Regions from separate parts of the Salmo salar genome. Here region 1 is linked to region 2. A link is a contact called in public Hi-C data. All regions are on one chromosome and are shown on one strand. The core of a region is the stretch at or near the end of the contact, and the rest is flanking DNA. Distances in the headings are between cores, read along the strand shown. Region 1 holds the start of LOC106611015 (kinectin). Region 2 overlaps LOC106611015 (kinectin).

The links. A called contact is a pair of places that touch in the nucleus more often than the background predicts.
Region 1: a Hi-C map of muscle shows a contact between it and region 2, with 6 times the contacts expected there. The contact joins the promoter of LOC106611015 here to the enhancer-like site in region 2. A contact is called at or near these places in 2 of 3 Hi-C or Micro-C datasets (gill and muscle).

Annotation. Positions count from the first base shown.
Region 1 is chrssa09:22,347,329-22,352,432 of Ssal_v3.1, forward strand. It overlaps LOC106611015 (kinectin), which reads right to left and starts at 3,444. Exons shown (of 34, transcript XM_045723483.1): 1 at 3,267-3,444. msh4 (mutS homolog 4) reads right to left here. Exons shown (of 20, transcript XM_014210958.2): 15 at 5,069-5,104; 16 at 4,821-4,939; 17 at 4,598-4,726; 18 at 4,237-4,432; 19 at 4,059-4,147; 20 at 3,539-3,931. The coding sequence ends at 3,734.
Region 2 is chrssa09:22,309,592-22,314,902 of Ssal_v3.1, forward strand. LOC106611015 (kinectin) reads right to left here. Exons shown (of 34, transcript XM_045723483.1): 25 at 2,497-2,586; 26 at 2,151-2,267; 27 at 1,975-2,064; 28 at 1,789-1,881; 29 at 1,440-1,508; 30 at 1,224-1,307. Among protein-coding and RNA genes, the nearest start is that of LOC106611016, 12 kb to the left of the region's middle. Within about 2 kb of position 3,485, at least 1 of the 13 cell types and tissues checked has an H3K27ac peak or open chromatin away from gene starts, as enhancers often do. A contact at or near this core is called in muscle, where this site is marked.

The sequences.
Region 1 (5,104 bases), core at 2,194-4,693, 38 kb after region 2:
ATCCAGCCACTGGCTAGCTGGAGCTCCTGCTTTGGCAGGGACAGACATTGTGGCCTCTGTGTCAGGAACCCTTTATAAACTATCAGTCCTCAAGGAGAGAAAACAGAACATGACAAACCAGCCTTTAAGGGCACACTACACCTGACCTGTATCTGTAATATGTGTCAGTAATACCGTCTTCCGAAATAACAGCAGTAAACTTATTTTTAGTCTTCAAGAATATATCCTACTGAAATATTAGCATAGGCCAAAACATGCAGAATTTAAGTCTTGCAAATAAACCCAACAGAGATACTGAGAGGGAGACATTGATAAGAACCAGCCATTACATTCCTCAGTATCCAGGTTAAGCCATGAGGTTTACTGCAGCGCCTCTCTGAAGCCAGAGGCTGATAAGGTATCTCAGCAGTCAGCCCTGTGGGTGCCAACAAATAGAACCACCACCCCTTCAAGCCATATCTGGAATAAGACTCACAAGAGAAAGCTGCCATTCACACACACACACACACACACACACACACACACACACACACACACACACACACACACACACACACACACACACACACACACACACACACACACACACACACACAGTCCTAACTGACCAATCACTACTGGGTTGTATTAATTACGCTGAATCTGTTGCAAAACGTTTCTTAAACGGTGGCAAACGGGGGAAGAACCTAACTGAATTTGTCCAATAGAAACTCTTGTTTTAGTTGCAAAACTTCTTTGGGCTAATAATTACAACCCTAATGTAAGGAAAAGGACCAGGGGTCTGGACGTATATCGCCTACTGCAAAAATACCTCATATGGCTGCAACATAAGGAGAGCATTTACCAAATGTCATGCAATAGAGATTTTGTAGATGGCCCCTGTCAACACAAGTCGCTGGGTAATGAATAAGAGCACTTGGGGGACTTTATCCAGTTAAAATGTTAGACATGACAAGCAGAGATCATATTAAATACTGGAGTAGCCTAGCTAGTTAAACACAAACGTCAAGGATCACTCATTCTTCACAACAGCTACAGATGGTGGGAGAGAAATGCACACTGATGTGAGGCTCACAACAATCATTGTATTAGACAATTAGAGATCACATAAGCCTAACAGCCATTTAGGTGCAGATGACTGGAAAAATTCAAAACAGTCATCCCTCCACCCATTAAAACAGTGTAATGCTGTGAATGTAACCAGCTAGCTAATGAAACTATTCTACAGATAAAGTAGTAATTTCCTTCACCCACAAAACTGCCTACAATGGGTGTTTTGGGCCATGCTTAATATGAGAACAGGCTCTGTTCTAAGCAAAACTCCCCTAGCTAGTATTGCATAAGGCCTAGCCCCTAGGCTAATCAGTTCTGTTTCAAGGTGATGAAATGTTCCGTCTCTGCTAGCATGCCTTCCATGTCCTTGCGCGTAAGTTTGCAAGCAGCACTTGTGGTTAGATATTGTTCTGCTATTATCTTACTAACCATAATGCGAATGTATTATCTATACTGAACAAAAACAAATGCAACAATTAAAGATTTTACTGAGCAACAGTTCATAAGGAAATAAGTCAATTTAAATAAATGAATTAGGCCCCAATCTATGGATTTCATTTGACTGGGAATACAGATATGCAAAAAAGGTAGGAGCATGGATCAGTAAACCAGTCAGTATCTGGTGTGACCACCATTTGCCTCATGCAGCGCAACATCTTCGCATAAAGTTGATCAGGTGGTTGATTGTGGCCTGTGGAGTGTTGTCCCACTCCTCTTCAATAGCTGTGCGAAGTTTCTGGATATTGGCAGGAACATGCTGTCGTACACGTTGATCCAGAACATCCCAAACAAGCTCAATGGGTGACATGTCTGGTGAATATGCAGGTCATGGAAGAACTGGGACATTTTCAGTTTCCATGCGACGTGGGGCCGTGCATTATCATGCTGAAACATGAGGTGGTGGCAGCGATGAATGGCATGAATGGGCCTCAGGATCACTTCACGGTATCTCTGTGCATTCAAATGCAACTGTGTTTGTTGTCTGTAGCTTTTGCCTGTCCATACCCCCACCATGGGATACTCGGTTCACATTAGCAAACCGCTCGCCCACACGATGCCATACATGTGGTCTGCGGTTATGAGGCTGGTTGGAAATAGTGACAAAGTAAATAAAACGACGTTGGAGAGAGCTTATGGTAGAGAAATGAAGAATAAATTCCCTGGTAACAGCTCTGGTGGACATTCATGCAGTCAGAATGCCAGTTGCACACGCCCTCAAAACATGACATATGTGGCATTGTGTTGAGTGACAAAAGTGCATATTTTAGTGGTCTTTTGTACCCAACACAAGGTGCACTTGTGTAGTGATCATGCCATTTAATCACCTTGATATGCCACACCTGTCTGGTGGATCACATCTTGGCAAAGGAGAATAGCAAACTAATTGTAGCACATTTGAGAGAAAGAAGCTTTTTGTGAGTTTGGAACATTTCTGGGTTCTTTTGTTTCAGCTCATGAAACAAGGGACCAACACTTTACATGTTGCGTTTATACATTTGTTCATTGTAACTTGCTAGCAATGTACATCTGAATGGTGGACACGATACTGACTGGAGGGCTTTGGTAAGGCCTTGCTTTGGATACCAACTGGCTAGTTACAAAGCCGTACTGTCATTTAACTAGGAGCCCACATGTTTGTGGGTAGTTAATGGATAACTAACCACTCCGGCTTTTCCAGTGAAGCCTACCTTACTTTAGCCACAAACGAAGTACGCCGTCTTTTTGGGTCAGGGCGTTTAGCTAGCTAAGTAGTTTGCTGTCTAAGGTAAGCTAGCTAGCCAGCCAGCAATAAATGAAGTGATTAACGTTACGTTAGTTAGCCAGTTCCATCTGTGTCAACGTGCTACAAATCATGACACTTGCGGGAAAACTTGTCTGGTCAGTGAGTGACGTCTCGATGCGCACGGACATAGTTATATTTTAAACAGGTGAAATGCTGGAAACAATAATTTGTTGTTTACAAATAACGTTCCCAAAACAGCTACTAACCCAGGAGTACAGCACCTGAGAAGCCAATCCCAACAAAAAGGCCTCGCCTTTAAAGTCATCCGGCCCTCTGTCCTAAAATCTGACCCGCTCTTGCGTCCCGATTTTCCGGCAGTGCGTTGGGGCTAGTGCAAGGCCCAGATTATTGTTTCAGCTAAGCAAAGCCTTGCGTGACTAGCTCGTTTTAAAAATAAATAATAATGTATGAGAAAATGTAATGTACATACCCTGAGGTGTTTTAGTGCCGCAGTTTCCTAAATGTTGAAATTAAATGGAGAGTTCCCCAGAGCAGCACAACTCAACGCTGCCTGTGTATCTTGTTTCGCGGGGGCGGGTCGATATGTCTCAGCACACAGCGTATAATAAAATGAAGAGAGGACTGGAGATGAGGATATAGAAAAGGCAGGGCCTTCTTCTCTGATAGGGGTTTTGAAGCAACGTGGGTGTTTAAAATGTTGGCCCCTCCCTTGTGCCGCTCCATGTTAATAATAGACACTTAGAAAATATAAAAATGTTTTATTTAAATATTACAGATTAACATTGAGAAAACAAATACTACAAATATCTAACAATGTCATTGAATATCATTATAGAAGATAGTCAAAGAGCATCACTCATAAGTCCACAAGCTTCCTCTCTCCTCACCATCTCATCACCCCCTTCCCACCCTTTGACATCCCTTTCCTCATCTGACTCATTCTTCCTCTGTCTCCATGGACACAGGCTCTCCTATGACCTGCAGCTCTGCTTCATAGTGTCTCTTCAGGCCCTTCAGATAGATGCGCAGGCTGTCAGGGTCCAGCCTGGAGTTCCTGGCTGTCTGCAGGAGCCGAGTGGCCAGGTGGTACACTGCTCTCTGCCGTTGCGTTTCCGGATCACTGTGGTGCTTGGCCTGAGTTAAGGTAGGAGGAAGACGACAGGTTGACGGACAAGCAGGGACTTCAGAGAATAAGATGATGGATAGTAAGTTAGATCTAAATAATGATACTGGAAAAGCATGGCCTACTGGAAAAGCATACCAAGAGCTGTTGGCTGACTTTAGAGCTAATCGCCTTTGCTTCTTGGATTATGGTTAAAGGCAGTGCAGTCATCTCCGCAGCCCTCAGACCTGCAAGTTGAACATTACAGTAAACCTTTTACAATTAAGGTGAATGATTGAGATTGGACAATGTTAAGTGTCTGTCTGTATTTCCTTACCGTAGTTTCTTTCCTCAGAGCTTCCACGGCTCAGCAGGAAGGTATAGATGACACGCTCTGTACCTGTGTCACCAGTGCGGGTGTGCTGAACCTCCATGTGCTGGTTTTCCACATTGGGGTACAATGTCTCCAGCTCACATAGTTCCAGGAAGTGTGTGGCGAACAGCGTGAACGCCTGGGACCAGCAGGTAAACAGCTGAGCACACATATTTATCTTATGATAGATTGTGAACTGAGCAGTGCAAGTAACAGGAAGTCAAAGAAAAGAAAGGCCTCCATGATTCATACACAAAATCCAATTAATCATATATTGTTTCAGACAGGAGAGAGGTACTGTGCTAGTTGGCCACACCGTACCTACCCTGAGGCTAAGGAGGAATTCGCAGACAGAGTGACAGATGCCGACACCCTCCTCAGCACTAGTACCACGCCCAAGTTCGTCTATGATAATGAGAGACCTATCACTCACATTATGGATTAAATATGAGACCTTGGGAGTACAAAGAAATTAATCAGAATTACTTTGCGGTATTTCGAAAATACATACAAAACCACTGAGTGGCAAATATGTATGGGAAATGTACCTCCTTCATTTCCACCATAAAGGTTGAGGAGTTTGTCTCAAAGTCATCATCCACCCCGATTCTGGTGAAAATCTGGTCAGCAATGCGGAAGGAGGCATACTCAGCAGGGACAAAGGAACCTAGGAAAGATGAGATTCATTATATAAGTAGCCTGTGAATAAGCCTTTTGAATGGTTACAACACTGAAAATGAAGTTAATTATATAACTACATTCCATTTTAAATTAATTTTATGGTTTCTCCACCCACCTATCTGAGCCATGATTTGGCACAGCGCCACCTGTT
Region 2 (5,311 bases), core at 2,235-4,734:
TTTTCTGTTCTACCTGATAATTGCACCCACCTAAATCAGTCCCTGACAACAGGAGAACAAGGGGGGGGGATACAATAGCTCAGTCTATCGTTATATTCTTAGTGTAACTGCCTCCTAAAAAGCTAAGAAAACCCACCTTACACATGCATATAAAAACAGCTTAGCCTGTTGTATTTAAGCTTATATCACTACTGTATCCAGAGGTTGTAGAAAGATGGAATGATACCCAAAGGACATTGAGAACCTTTATTCTCCAGGCAGGTGATGACCCCAGAGATAACGTTGGGTGGTGGTGGTGAAGTAGGGAGGGACAGGTTACGGGAGCTCTACCTATATGGGTGAGCAAGGCTTACCAAATTCAACTCCTCATTCTGCCTGACTGCTTCTGTATAAGCGCCATCAAGTTAGCTCTGCAGTTCAGTCAACAGATCTTTAAACTGAAATGAAGTGTGAGATGTTTTTAACGAGCGGTTGTGGGACCCGGGGAAACAACGCTACACAGCTGAAGCAAGGGAACGGCTTGGGTGATCGGCTACAAGTGTCCTAGTAGTGAATTAGGGTGTGAGTGTCCTAGTAGAGAATTAGGGTGTGAGTGTAATAGCATCTAAAGCTGTTTAGGAGAGTTCGATTGTTCTAGATCTGACCAATGATCTACAACGACCTAGATAAAATACTCTCACTCTCTGGAGAAACTTGTGATGATATGAATGAATGCAGCTGGAATGTTTCTGTTCTGTGTGCCTGCAAAGGGACTCCATTGATTTAACAGGAAACAACTAGAAAAACATGAAGTGCTGTAAGTTACTGTGTGAAGTTCGCAAACCCTCTAAAACAGAGCATTCTACAATGAAAAATGTGTGTTGTGTGTATGAATGTAATGTCCAACTGTTGCATGTACTAACACAATGGTGGATACCACAAACAGTAAACAAAGAGACATGCTCCATAAACATATAGTAAGTACAGTAACACCCATAAACAATGCAGAGGGGAATGACTACATTTGCATTTTATCAGACACTCTTATCCAGAGTAATTAGGGTTAAGTGCCATGCTTAAGGGCACAGAGACTTTTCACCTAGTCATCTCGGGGATTCCAACCAACAACCTTTTGGTTACTGGTCCAACGCTCTTAACCACTAGGCTACCTGCCGCCCAATGACTATATAGATGGATAACCACTATGACATGACCGAGTATGACAGGAAGTTGAGTCAGCTCACCTCGCTGACCTCCGTCACATAGGTGGCGCTCTCGTACTCTGCTCTCTCCAGCTCAGACTCAAGGTACTGCTTGTCTCTTCTCAACTATGGACGAACAAAATACTGCATTTTTAGCTATATATGAAAATCAATTAAAGTGAATGAGTCAACTGATGTAAAGTGCCTAAATAATACAATTGCTGAGCGGTATGTAAAGTGTTAAACTGAAGGACTGACGTTGTCCAGCTCCCCGAGGTCGCTCATTCTGTCCACCTCCTGCTCCAGTGTTGCCACTTTCACACTCATCTAGGAAAGAAAGGGCAGGAGAGTGACTATAAGCACCACACCAGAGGATGCTGGTGGAAGGAGCTATAGGAGGTCATTGTAATGGCGGGAATGAAGGAACTGAGTCAAACGTGGTTTCCATGCATTTGATGCTGTCCCATTTATTCCATTCCAGCCTTACAATGAGCCCATCCTCCTATAGCTCTTCCCACCAGCCTCCACTGCACCCCACATACCAATGATATTGTTAAAAGTGCAATAAACACAACTTGAGGTTAATTGAATGTTCTTCAGTGTTCACCTCTTTCAGCTCTGTCTGTGACAGATTCAGCTTCACCTTCCAGCGAGACTCCTCCTGCTCCACACTGCTCTGGAGGCGCTGCAGGATACCCTCCTGTGGACAGTAGAGGGTATTACAGGTTAGTTTCATAGCCTCATGACACATTTTTTACGTAATCTACAGGACACTGAGAGAGCGTCGCCTCACCGTCTCAGCCAACACTTTCTTGTATGTCTCACAATCTTTCTGTAGAACCTTCTGGGTCTCTTCTGATTCCTTCAGCTTATCAGCCAATATCTGGTGAACAGAACAGCTCTGGTTTCACTTCTTTCCACCTCAGTTCTCAGACATTTTAAAACATACAAGTATTTTTTATAGGAAACCTTGGTGTCCTCTGAGCCCCCTGGAGCTGGAGGTCTGGGCTCTGCTGCTAGGGTCACCTCTGCTGCCGGGGCCTCTTTCACTGCAGTCTCAAACCTCTGCAGCCACTCCTGGTGGTTCTGAGAGATACACAACAATAGACCATGTGGAACAGATTAACTTAGAATTTAATATCACATCATGTGGTTCTCTGAAGCTCAGTTGGTAGAGCATGGCTCTTGCAACGCCAGTATAGTGGGTTCAATTCCCGGGACACCCATACGTAAAACGTATGCATGCATGACAGTCGCTTTGGGTAAAAGTGTTTGCTAAATGGCATATTATATACTGTATTATGTGAGACCTTACATGTTCAGTGGGAAGAGGCACGTTGGGTAGCAGTCTGTGCAAAACATCTCGACACTCTACCTGAGCTGTCTCCAGGGCTGTCTGGTGCTCCTGAAGAGGTAGAGAGGGAGAAGGAGGAAGAGAAAAGGGGACGTTCAACATGGACTACACTCAGGGCTCTCTCTCACACACACACACACGCACACACACAGCTGTGCAGGGAAACAGCCAACACCTCAAATCGCTACCTCTGCTCGCTTGGTTTCACCCCTCCCATCTCAGAGTGCATACAGGAGCATGGCCTGTGACAAACGCAACTCCCTCTCGACGACACTCCAGTGTAACAAACAGCGGCTCAATTATTTAGTGTGCTTCAAGCAAGTATTCATCCACCCCAGTGTTCAGCAGCCACACCACCACGAGACGAGTTCATTAAGTTTAGACCCTGCTCTGCTCTCCTCAGGTTCACAAAGTTCACATTGGTCTCCTTTCAAGGAGGAACATGTTACTCACTCTTGTTCACTCAGTTGCAGTAATGCCCCGGAGGAGCTAACATTTTTCCCATGGAGCACCACACGTTCTTCCATTATGAAGAACCACCAAACAAAACACACTACGTTGGTACCATTAATCACACTAGCTGCACAGGGCTCGAAACTCTCAGGAGGAGAGAGATGTCTTGTATAACCCATCTTACCCTCCGATGGAGTGAGTCCTGTAAGGGACCGCTGGCGCAGTCACCTCTACTCTCATTAACACCTTGTGTTGTAAGGGGAAAGGGATCTACGCTGTGACATATGCTTTGGATTGTGTATGAGCATGCATTTTCCTGAGCGCACACAACAGGTGTCCAGGAACTCCTACACTCAGCTTAAATGAAGGCCATTTTTACTGTACCAAGATGGCCGAGAGCAGCTGCTGGGAAAATCAGTTCACTATGTACCCGGTCTGCTTTATGGACATGAGGAGCGAGTCACTAGGGGTTAGAACTGTGGCAAAAATATACCGAGCCCCCACAACTGTTTATAGTAGGAGAGCAATCTGTTAGTCTATGGTTTATTAGTGGGTCCCTAAATACACACGGCTAAGCAAAGGGTCATGGCAGATCATATTCTCACTGATGAAGAAGACTAGAAAAACCCCTAGGAAACAGCTGGGTGGATATTAACAGCAGCTACAGCAGAAGACCATGTGCCAATATTACTGTCTGCTTTCTACACTAAACTAAAATATAAAAAGCAACACGTAAAATGTTGGTCCCATATTTCATGAGCTGAAATAAAAGATCAAGAACAAAATAGCGTATTTCTCGCATATCTGCACAAATCTCTGCAGTTGTCACACAATACGTTACAGATGCCAAAAGTTTTGAGGGAGCGTGCAATTGGCATGCTGACTGCAGGAATGTCCACCAGAGCTGTTGCCATGGAATTGAATGCTCATTTCTCTACCGTAGGCCGCCTCCAACGTCATTTGAGAGAATTTGACAGTACGTCCAACCGGCTTCACAATCGCAGACCACGTGTATGGCATCGTGTGGGCGAGCAGTTTGCTGATGTCAGTGTTGTGAACAGAGTGCCCCATGGTGGTGGTGGGGTTATGGGCAGGCATAAGCTACGGACAACAAACAGAATTGCACTGTATCAATGGCAATTTGAATGCACAGAGATGCCGTGACGAGTTCCCGAGGTCCATTGTCGTGCCATTCATCCGCCGCCATCACCTCATGTTTCTTCAGCATTACAATGCACGGCCGCATATCGCAAGGGTCTGTACACAATTCCTGGAAGCTGAAAATGTTCCAGTTCTTCCTTGGCCTGCATACTCACCAGACATGTCACCCATTGAGCAGGTTTGGGATGCTCTGGATCGACGTGTATGACAGTATGTTCCAGTTCCCGCCAATATCCAGCAACTACGCTCAGTGGGACAACATTCCACAGGCCACAATCAACAGCCTGATCAACTCTATGCAAAGGAGATGTGTCACACTGCATGAGGCAAATGGTGGTCACACCAGATATTAACTGGTTCTGATCCACACCCCTACCTTTTTTTTTTAAGGTACAGCATGTGACCAACAGATGCACATCTGTATTCCCATTCTCATATGAAATCCATAGATTAGAGCCTCATTTATTTATTTCAATTGGTGTAAAGTATTTAAGTAAAAATACTTTAAAGTACTAAAGTGGTTTTTTTTGTAGATCTGTACTTTATATTTGACAACTTTTACCTAACTATATTCCTAAATAAAAGGATGCAATTTTTACGCCATACATTTTCCCTGGTCCAATTCACACACTTATCAAGAGAATGCCCCTGGTCATCCCCACTGCCTCTGATCTGGCGGAGTCACTAAATACACATGCTTTGTTTGTAAATGTGTTTGAGTGTTGGAGTGTACCCTTGGCTATCAGTAAATAAAATAAAATTGTGTCTACTGGTTTGCTTAATATAAGGAACTTGAAATGATTCATACTTTTGATACTTAAGTATATTTTACTCAAGTAGTATTTACTGGGTGAGTTTTACTTGAGTCATTTTCAATTAAGGCATCTTTACTTTTACTCAAGTATGACAATTGGGTACTTTTTCCACCACTGCTGATTTTAAATTGTGGCATGCTGTGTTTATATTTTTGTTCAGTATATAAGTCAATGCAGTAAGGTGGTGGCGTACACAAATTGAAAGATTTCTGTATGTTGATCAATAGTATCACTGTTATTTTATCATGTTTTCAAAAAAGATTTTACACAAAATAATGATGTTGACTGATTGCACATATTCTGGACGGCAATTCTGCAGGATCAAATGGAACACATGCAGAATTGGG